2 separate regions of the Bos taurus genome follow, and region 1 is linked to region 2. Evidence: chromatin contacts called from public Hi-C data. All regions are on one chromosome and are shown on one strand. Each heading gives the region's core, a stretch centred on a gene start, on an enhancer-like site or on the middle of the called end of the contact. The rest is flanking DNA. Distances are from core to core; before and after follow the strand shown.

Region 1 (5,343 bases), core at 684-3,183, 63 kb after region 2:
TGTTGTTACCTTTCGTTTTTCAGTAGAATTAATAGCAAGCACTTCAACAAAAAGAATCCCTAAATACTTGTTTTTGGTGGCTTCAAGAAATTGGGATGCCGCTGAAAAACTAGTTAATTCTGCAACTAATCTAAAGGGAAACAGAATCCCCAAAGATAGAATAATTGAAAGGAGAAGAAAGCAAACTGAATTTTCTTTCAAGGAAAGAAAAGAACGTGAGGAGTTGCCTTGGCTTTGAGACCATTTGTGGGGTTATTCAAGACTGCCTGTATTGCATGTAGCACTTTTTTAATGTGGACTAGAGCAAGAAATATAGCCTTGACTGACTGTAAAGTAACTTGCCTCTATTAGGGAAAATATATATTTAGGAAAAGAGCTCTTTATAATGTACAGAGTGTTGTGAGGAGGAGACAGCTATTAGCTCCTGTGATAGAAAGTTCATATTTTAGCTGAGCCTGGGAAGATAACTCTCATTTGAGAAGTGTTAAAAAAAAAAAAAATACAGTGACAGTCATTAGAGTACATATAGTAGGGAAGACTTTATTCAAGATTTGGGGCTGGGTATTGTAAGAAGCCATCATTTATACCCTTTCCTCCCTTAACCTCCTAGTCCATTACCAAATCACATCAGTTTTACCACCAAAATGTATCATAAATCTAACAATTTCTTTCCAACTTTATTGCTACTAGCCTAGTCCAACCTGTAGTTATTTTTTATATGAGCTATTATGATGACCTTTAGTCTTCCAGTAGATCTTGTTTCCATTCCTGCCTGCTGCCCCCTGCCCCCAACCCTAATCAATTCATTCATGTTGATTTTAAAAATATATTTATAAATTGAAATGTGATATTCCCTTCCTGAAAAACCTTTTAGTGGGTTCTGACTGCACTTAGGATAAATTTCAGGTTTATTTATTTGTTTACTTGGCTGTGTCAGGTCTTAGTTACACCACTCGGGATCTTCCTTGCATCATGTGAGACCTTTTCTAGTGGTGTACAGACGCGGACTCTGTAATTGTGGCTTTTGGGCTCAGTAGTTGAGGCAGTTGGGCTTCGTTGTTCTGGGGCCTGTGGGATCTTAATTCCCTTATCAGGGATCGAACCCATGTTCCCTGCATTGCAAGGTGGATTCTTAACCACTGGACCACCAGGGAAATCTCAATATTCAGGATTTTTAACATGGCCTTCAAGACACAGAATAGTTTGTCTCCTCTCATCCATCTAGAAACAATAACAACAATAATAGCAACAAAACCCAAAACTCTAATATTAATATATCTTTACTATATTGCCAGGAATAGTTCTTAGGACTTTATATAATAGATTTAATACTTTTAGCAACCCTAGGCTGAATAACCTTTCTAAAGCTAGACAGCTATTTAAGTGGTGGAACAAGAACTTAAAGGCAGATGATAAATCAGATGGTAAGTTAGCTAGGGCTCCAAGGCCCAAGCTCATAAGCATTATACTCGGATGAATTACCCAGTACCCTTACCCCAGACATACACATACCTTTCCTTTAAATCAAACTTTATCTTCCTAGGGTGCTCACATATGCTGTTCTCTTTCTGGAACATATTACTTTCCATTTTTTAGCTTTTAATTCCTGGGCATCTTTCAGATATCAGTTTGAAAGTCACTTTCTCAGAGAGAGGATCTTTAGCTGATACTCTTCAGTCTCAGTTGTGACAGTTCTGTTATTTTGTCGGAGACTCCCATTCCTTTTTTCTTTTTTGATTAGCACCTACAAAACTTATGATACAATAAACTCCCATGATAAAGTAATAAGTAATTCTAAAAAATTCAAATCACAAACGTGATTTGAAATTTGACATTATTGTGAATTTAATAAAATGACCCGAGTCAGTCTGTGTGGATGAGGAAATGTGTGTGTGGAATTCAGAATAAGGTATCCAAATCAGTCTAAGGTCAGACTTAGGTGGTTTGGTGCCACCTGCTGGTATTTGTGTTCTCCAGTGACTGTTGTTAGAGAATATAGAGTGCAAGATGGGTGCCAACTCCCAGTTAAAATTTATCTGAATTCATGAAGTTTTACTTTATTATATTTATATTTATTGTTTAATCTTTTCACTTCATGCTTCATAAAGCCAGAGACCATATCTGTTGTGTTTACTGGTATTGCTCAAAGCCAGGCACCAAGTGGGTTTTGAGTAACATATATTTGTTGAGTGAATGAATCAGAAAACGTCATGAACCAGAACAGAATTTCAGAAATTTTGTATTTTATTTAGAAGCTGATAAGTAATGTAGTTTAAACTGGTAAGTAATGTAGTTTAATTAGGCTTCATAGATGTATATGGTTGAGAGAAATGAGCCTAGAAAGATAGAGTGGAACCAGATTTTGGTGGCCTTTGAATAAAATAGCTGTGTGAAACATGATCTGAAGAAGATGAGAAGTGAAAAGAACATTTATTTTAAGTAACTAGAGCATACTAAAATAATATAAATAGAAAGTATGGCGTCCAAAGTACTAAGTTGGGGGGTAGGTTAGGGAATAAATTAAATTTTTAACCAATCTAACAAAAAAGCAACAGAAGAGGGGGAGGAAAAAACTATGGAAATACAAATCATAAATCCAGACAGTAGAAATAGTCCAAAACATCAATTATATTAAAATTACCAATTGTGATCTTAACATAAGTCTGCTATTTTTAACATACACAAAACAAAATTTAATAAAAACAATGGAAAAACATGTTTTATCAGAGAAATACTAACCAAATAAAGCTAATGTACTAAAATAGAATTCAGAGTACAAATTAACTGGGCCAAAGGCTCTCAAACTGCTAAGAGGAACATTCCAGAAAATATAACCATCATAAACTTATATGCATCTAACAACATAGCCTTGTAATATCATTTAAAGTAAAAACGTTTAGAAATTCCCTGGTGGTCCAGTGGTTAGGACTCCTTGCTTCCACTGCAGGAAGATCTACTAAGATAACACAAGCTGTGCAAGCTACCACCAAAAAATAAAGTAAAAACTTAAAGAATTACAAGGCTGAGTTGATGTGTCTACAAAACTGGGACTTTAAAAACATCTCTGTCAAAATTGACAAATTAAGCAGACACAAAATTTAAAATGACATCAAAGAACTGAAACACAGGATTAACAAATTTGATAAACTAGAGATATATAGAACATTGTACCTAACTAAATAAAATACAACCTTGTATATTTTTTTCCAGTTATATTCAGGTCAGTTTTTAACTGTTATAGCACAGTCTCAACAGTGACTGTCATAGCAGAATCTCAACAATGTCTGGAAACATCGGTATCATTCAAAATACACTATTTCAAACTTCCCTGGTAGTCCAGTGTTAAGAATCCACCTGCCAGTGCAGGGCACATGGGTTCAATCCCTGGTCCAGAAAGATCCCTCAAGCAGCAGAGCAACTAAGCCTGTGCACCACAACTACTGAGCAGCTTAACAACAACAACAGATAGATTTTAAAATTGCTTAGAAGGTTCATCAGGGTTGCTTTGTATACCAGAGCAATGAGACAAAAAAAGATCCCATTCACATGGTTTTAAACATTTAATTAGGTACAGGTATATGCAATACCTGTATGAAAATAAGAACTTTACTTTATGGAGCGACATAACTAAATGAAGATATACACAACTTCCTTAAGAAACAATAGAAAAACAGACCAAACCGATTTTATTGGTTCCTTTAATCTTTAACCCATAATAAACACAGGGAAAACTGGACATGGTAAAGCTGTTAATTTTTCCCCTGTTAATGTATAAATTCAATACAAGTCCAGTCAAAATTCTAAGAGGACCTGTTTTTGGTGGAATTGACAAACTGTTAGATAGAGATCCAAAAGTAGTCTATACTGCAAACGAACAAAATATGTGATACTTACCCTCCTATTCATAAAATTTTTCAATGTGATATTGGCCCACAGATGAGTAGTTGGGTAGAATAGAAGATTAGAGAGCCCTGAAACACAGTAAGCATACATTTATGCCTGGTATATAATAGAGTGGGTTTACAGAAAGGAAGAATTATTCAATAAATTATATTAGGACAGCTAGCTTTTTATAGAAAAGTAAAATATTAGTAGATCCGTGTTTCATACTTTTATTTATTTTTTAATTGATTTGTTTATTCCTCTTTACCCCTTTTATTTATGTAAAAATCCAATTTTCCTCCCTCATAGCCATCAAATTTAATTGGATTAATGGTTTTTTTTAGTATATTAACTGTATATATGGACATGAGTTTGAATAAACTCAGGGAGCCTAGTGATGGACAGAGAACCCTGGCGTGCTGTAGTCCATGGGGTTGCAAAGAGTCGGACATGACTTAGTGACTGAACAACAACTGTATATATATCTGGTTGTATAAACTTAAAGTTTATAGAAATGGTATTATGTATCTTAGTCTGTTTTTTAGTAAGTCTGTTTTTACTATTCTTAATACCCATTCATGTTGCTTTGTATGTATCCAATCTGTTGTTTTTAACTGCTGCACAGTTCTTCCTGATAGACATCTGCCACATTTTATTCTCCTGTTTGTGGTTGTCTGTGGATCAACTGGGGAGCTTAATGGCCTAGGATGGTCTCAGCTGGGACAACTCAGCCCTCTCCTCTCTAATCTCCAATCATCTTCTTTTTTATTTCTTAAGATGTTGATCAAGCAACTCTAATATGCTAGAGAGTAGTTATATTAATTGGCATTTCTTGGTTTTTTTTTTTTTTGGTAATGGATTTTCTTTAAAAATTTTTTTTAATTAGAAAAAATTTTAAATGAGGTGTAGTTAACTTATACATTGTATGTGTCAGGTGTACAATAGTGATTCATAATTATTATAGGTATTATAAAATATTGGCTATGTTTCCTGTGCTTTATAACAGCTTATTTATTTTGTACATAGTAGTTTGTACCTCTTAGTCCCTTACTCCTATTTTGCCCCTCCCCCTCTCCATTCTCCACTGGCATGTTTTCTGTATCTTTGAGTCTGTTTCTTTTTGTTATAATAACTAGTTTATTTTGCATTTCTTACATAAGTGATATACAGTATTTGTCTTTCTCTGACTTATTTCACCAAGCATAATAACATTCCAAGTCCATCCATGTTGTTGCAAACGGCAAAATTTCATTCCTTTTTTGTGGCTGAGTAGTATTCCTGTATATATATTTGTGTGTGTGTGTGTCTGTGTGTGTGTCTGTCTGTCTCCATAAACATACCACATCTTCTTTATCCATTCATAGGTTGATTGATACTTTGACTGCTTTGTATCCTCACTGTTGTAAATAATGCTGTTGTGAACACTGGGGAGCATGTATCTTTTTGAATTAATGTTTTTGT
Region 2 (5,141 bases), core at 163-2,662:
GACAGTCTCGGTTCTTTGTTGAATAAATACAAGAAAATGCGGCGGCGGCCAAGTGTGTTGGTGGGGGAATACGTTGAGGCGTTTATACGCATAACTGTGCGTAAGAAAGATCATTAATGAGGCGCTACAAACGCAGGACAACCCTGGGCACCGTGTCATTGGCTTTTGTGTACTTGGAAGCGCGTGAGTGCCCTGCTCAGAGATTCCTCTTTGTGTGAAACGGGGGAAACCAGAAGCTTGCACCTACAACTGGGTTTTCATTTTTTTCGAATTCGCAGGGACTCAAATACTCCCGCATCAACACTCTCCCGCATTTCCGCACCGACAATCCTCGGACTTCAGTTACTTGTCCGTCCGTCGCCGACCAAGCGAGGAGCGACAATGGCTCGGTGCGGACACCCGCAGCTCCCCGGGGCCAGAGCCAGGGGACGGCCCGCCGCGCTCCGCAGCTGCGCGCTGAGCCCAGCCGCCCGCCCGTCAGCAAACGCGGGCACCAACCGTCGCGCGGCCCGGCCGTTGGGCGGGTGGTAATTTCTGGGAATGGGGCGGGGTCCGCAGGGTACAAGGCCGGACGTTTGCAGGCTAGCGGGAGGAGGAGGAGCGGGCTGCGCGGAGGGGCGCGGGCAGGGAGGGGCGTGGCTCCACGATGGTCACTGGCCGGGGAGGCACCGGGGGCGGGGCCGGCGGCGCGCTCCTGCCCGCCCGCGCCCCCGCCTTCCACTTAGTCCAGGCTTGGGAGTGGAGATGCCAGAGACCCGGGCTAGGAGTTTTCACAACCTCCAACCCTCAGTGACTGTCAGGCTGCCCGAGGGCCGAGCCGTCCCTGGAGAAGGGCGGGAGTCCAGAACTTGGGGATGGGGTGACAGCCCGGGCCCGCGGGGGCCCTCAGAGAGGGGCAAGGGTGTGTGAGTGCGGTCCGGGCCGGCGGCCGCTGCAGGTGCACGCGCGGCCCCGCTGCCCCCCACGCGCCGGCCCGCGTTTGGGAGCCCCCGCGCCAGTCCCGGGCCCTGGTCAGAGTCGGGAACAGGCTGGCGAAGCGCCGAGCAGGAAGCGGGACAAGTGGCGAGAGTCTTTACCTGAGAAGGCGGGTTTGAGAAGTTGGGGGGCTACAGGGCGGGCGAGATTCGAGACGGCCACGGAAGCATGTTGGGCGGGCTGGTGTGGGTCGAGGGCGGCGGGGCCCCGCGGGGTATAAATAGCCGGCCCGGGTTTGACAGGCGCGGCGGTGACTGGCGGTGCCGCCGTACCCCCCCTCCCCGCCGCCGCGTGGGGAGGGGAGGAGCGCTCTGAGCGGGCGGGGTGGGGGAGGCGGACTCGAGTGTCCTGGTGGCGGCGGCAGGAGGCCGAGGGGGAGGAGCCGAGGCGGGGGGTGGAGGGCGGGGGCCACCATTGCTCCCCGCGCCGGGCTCAGTGTCGCCGCCGTCGCCTCGGCGGTTGGGGGGTCGGTGGGGCGGCGCGGGCGGGGGGCTCTGCGCGGGGCGGCGCGCCGCTGTTTTGTCTCCTCCTCTCCCAGTGGAGCGGCTCGGGCAGCCGGGGAGGCCCCGGCTCCCTCCGGACGCCTGGCCAACGGCGGCGGCGGCGGCGGCTAGTCCGCGGCCCTGCCGGGAGGGAAAGAGACGCGGCGATCTTCCTGAGCGACGCGGAGAGCAGGTAAGAGCGCGGGCCGCCGAGGCTGGTGGGAGGGAGGGAGCGCGGAGGGTGCGGCGAGAAAGCCTTGCCGTCCCGAGTGCCACCGCCTCCCTCCGCGCCCCCGCCCGGCGCCTGTGTTGTTTGCTCCGGGGTTTGCGGAGGGTTTCCGGAGGCTGTAGCGGTGACACCGGCCGGGAGCTGGGAAAGGGGGCTGAGTGCCCCGGGGCAACGGTTGGGGAGCTGGACTTGGAGAAAGGGTAAGGCGCGCGGCGCGCCCGCCCGCGAGGAGCGCGGGGCGCGGAGCAGGGCTGAGGGAAGAGGTTACAGACCCCGGCGGGGGGGATGGGCCGCGCGCAGCTGGTCTCGCTGTGTTTACATCGCCGCGCGAGTCACCTCTGCCGAGAAGCGGACTGAACTGACCCGCCTTATTCCGAGAGGAGGCCAGGGCGGGGGTCCGGCCCTAGAGGAAACGCGTCCTGGGAGGGTCGGGTAAGGCGGGAGGCGGCGGCCGGCGCCGGGGCAGGGCGGCGAGCCCGGGGCGGGACCTGGGCGGCTGCGGCCGCGTGGGGTGGCGTGGCCGGCTGGAGAGCAGTTTCCTCCGCCGTCGGGCCTCCTAGCCGCCTCTTACCTTTCCTGCCCTCTGCTGCTAGCTGGCACGGCAGGTTGTACTCGGTCATTCTTTTATTCTCTCACTCCACACCGGCCCCCTGCTGCCACTTCCCCCTGTTCCCGCGGGAGTGGGGAGGCTGGGCTCTGACAGGAATCTGTTTTTTAAACAAAACAAAAACGGGCTCTGTAACACGCGCGTCCAGTGACCGCCTTATGGAGCCTCTCTTCGCGAAGCTGGCCCTCCGGGACCGTGTTCCTGGGTATTGGAGGGTGGGGGGGACGCGGCAAGAGGACGGTGAAGGCTTGGCTAGGGCTGGAACTGACTGCCTGAGCAGCTTTGCGAGCTGGGCAGCCGAGTCCCTTCTCTACTTGAGCATTTTTATTCCATGTCAATAGAGGACGGAGAAAATACTCCATTACCCCAAGAGTAATCTAGATTGAATAGTTTCTAACGTTTCTCATGTGCCAGCATCCTGGGCTCTTTTTTTGTAGGAGCTAGCTACGCTGCAGAATAGCCTTTAAGTTCATCGTACTTCATGAAAGAAGAGGTGAACACTTTATTGTACAACTATGAATTTCACCTCCTATCTTGTGTTCATCAACATTTATTTCAACTGTGTGGTTTAAATTTTAATCCAGTGATGATAGAACAGTAATCTGGTGTTTAGTAATCAGATTTGCCTTTCTTTTTAACTGTGAGTCTGTATCGTGAGGTAAATTATGCACTTTGTCTAGTGCTGTGGTCACAGAATAGTGCCAGAATGCACAGAATAATGTCTTCTTTACCAAGATAGGATTGGATATTTGAGTTTCAGAATTTCTTCTTTTCTTCAGAAGGTAGTATGACTTTATATAAGACTGGAAGCTAATTACATTTAAAGGGGTTTAGGAATAAGGTTTAAATATGATGTAATAGTTTACAAAGTGAGTTTATATGAATATTACTGAGATATCTTCTAAAAACATGAAGTAGAAAATTCATATATCTTGGGCATTTGAAATTGGACAGTTTAATGTCAGTATTTTTTTAAACTTAGTGACTTGAACTAATTGCTTTGTTAAATCATTACTTTTCCATTCAGACATATATACTCATTTACAAAATAATCACAGTAGGTTGGAAAGAATTTGTAACTTTGAGATTTTTATATCCTAAGTAGATAGATTGGAACTGTGGCTGTGGTAGGCCCTTATCATTGTTGATGGCTTTACCTGCTCACAGATTGTACACTAAGGTTTATTGTCGTTGATGATAGTAACAGCTTTATTGAGATATAATTAACTTACCATTCAATTCACCAATTTAAAGCGTACAGTTCAGTGGTTTTTAATATATTCACAGAGTTGTGGAACTATCACCATAATCAATTTTAAAACATTTTCATTATCCCCAAAAAGGAACCTCATACCCATCAACTGTTACTCTCCATTTTCCTCCAAAACCCTCAGCCTTAGGCAAGCACTAATTACCTTCTGTCTCTATTCTGGACAAATTGCATAATGGAATCTTACAGTGTGTAATCTTTCATAACTGCTTTCTTTGACTTAGCATAATGCTTTCAGAGTTCATTCATGTTGTAGCATGTGTCATTTCATTTCATTTTTATTGCTGAATAATATTCCATTGTATGGATGGATATACCACATATTATTTATCCATTGATTAGTTGATGAACATTAGAGTTTCTACTTTTTAGCTATTACAAGTAATGCTGCAATGTACATTTTTGTACAAATTTTTGTGTGGATATGTTTTCATTTCTCCTGAGTATATACAGTTTTTTTAAAAATTAGTTTTTTGAGTTATTTAATACCCCAAATTAATTCTGGATGCAAAATTTAATAATTCGTTAGTAAATATATTGAGTTGTTAAATTATCACCACAAGCCAATTTTAGAACATTTTATTACTTCTAAAAATTCTTTCTAGTCTTTTTGCAATTAACCCTTATTCTCACTCCTGGCCCCAGTCGACTACTGATCTGTATTTTGTTTCTATAGATTTTCCTTTTCTGGATATTTCATGTAAATGGAAACATAGAATATGTAGTCTTTTTCTTCTGGCTTCTTAACATGTTTTGAGGATTCATCCATATTGCAGCATGCATCAATATTTTGTTTTTTATTGCTGAATAGTATTTTGATGTATGGATATACCATATTTTGTTTATCTGTTGACCAGTTGATGGGCATTTGGATTGTTTCCAGTTTTTGACTGTTAGAAATAATGAAGCTTGAAAGTTTAAGTCTTTAGTGTGGACATATGGTTTCATTCTCTTGGATAGATGCCTAGGAATAGAATTTCTGGGTCATCTAACTTTTTGAGAAACTGCCAAACTGTTTTTGAAAGTGGCCTTACATTTTATATTCCTATCAGCAGTGTACAAGAGTTAAAATTTTTTCACACCTTTGCCAACACTTGTTATTGTCCTTTTTGTTATAGCCATTGTACTATGAAATGTTTAACTCTTTGTGATTTTAAATAGCATTTTTCCTAAAGATGCAAGGTGTTAAGCATTTTTTCATATGGTATTCATATATCCATTTAGGTGGAAAAAGCCATTCACGTCTTTTGCCCATTGTTGTATTATTATTGACTTGAAAGAGTTTTTAATAACATTCTGGATGCAAGTCCTTTCTTAGATACATGATTTACAAATATTTTCTCCTAGTCTGTGGCTTTTCTCTCTCTCTCTTTCTCTTCTTTTTAATTGGAGTCTTTTGAAGCACAAAAGTTTTAATTTCCGAATTTTTCTTTTGTAGATCATGCTTTTGTTGTTTTAAGAATTCTACCTCATCCAAGAGTGTAAGGATTTCTTTTTTGTTTTCTTTTAGATATTTTATAGATTTTGCTCTTAGATTTATGATCTGTTTTGAGTTAATTTTTGAGTATGGTGCGAAAT

What was found. Hi-C and Micro-C count contacts between places; a contact is called where the count stands out from the background.
Region 1: a Hi-C map of skeletal muscle shows a contact between it and region 2, with 3 times the contacts expected there. The contact joins the enhancer-like site here to the promoter of ELF2 in region 2. A contact is called at or near these places in 3 of 11 Hi-C or Micro-C datasets (liver, skeletal muscle and an unstated tissue).

Annotation. Positions count from the first base shown.
Region 1 is chr17:18,535,963-18,541,305 of ARS-UCD2.0, forward strand. The region is part of intron 4 of ELF2 (E74 like ETS transcription factor 2); the gene reads left to right. Among named protein-coding and RNA genes, the nearest start is that of NOCT, 62 kb to the right of the region's middle. Within about 2 kb of position 1,934, at least 1 of the 102 cell types and tissues checked has an H3K27ac peak or open chromatin away from gene starts, as enhancers often do. A contact at or near this core is called in skeletal muscle, where this site is marked.
Region 2 is chr17:18,473,433-18,478,573 of ARS-UCD2.0, forward strand. ELF2 (E74 like ETS transcription factor 2) reads left to right here and starts at 1,413. Exons shown (of 10, transcript NM_001191138.2): 1 at 1,413-1,650.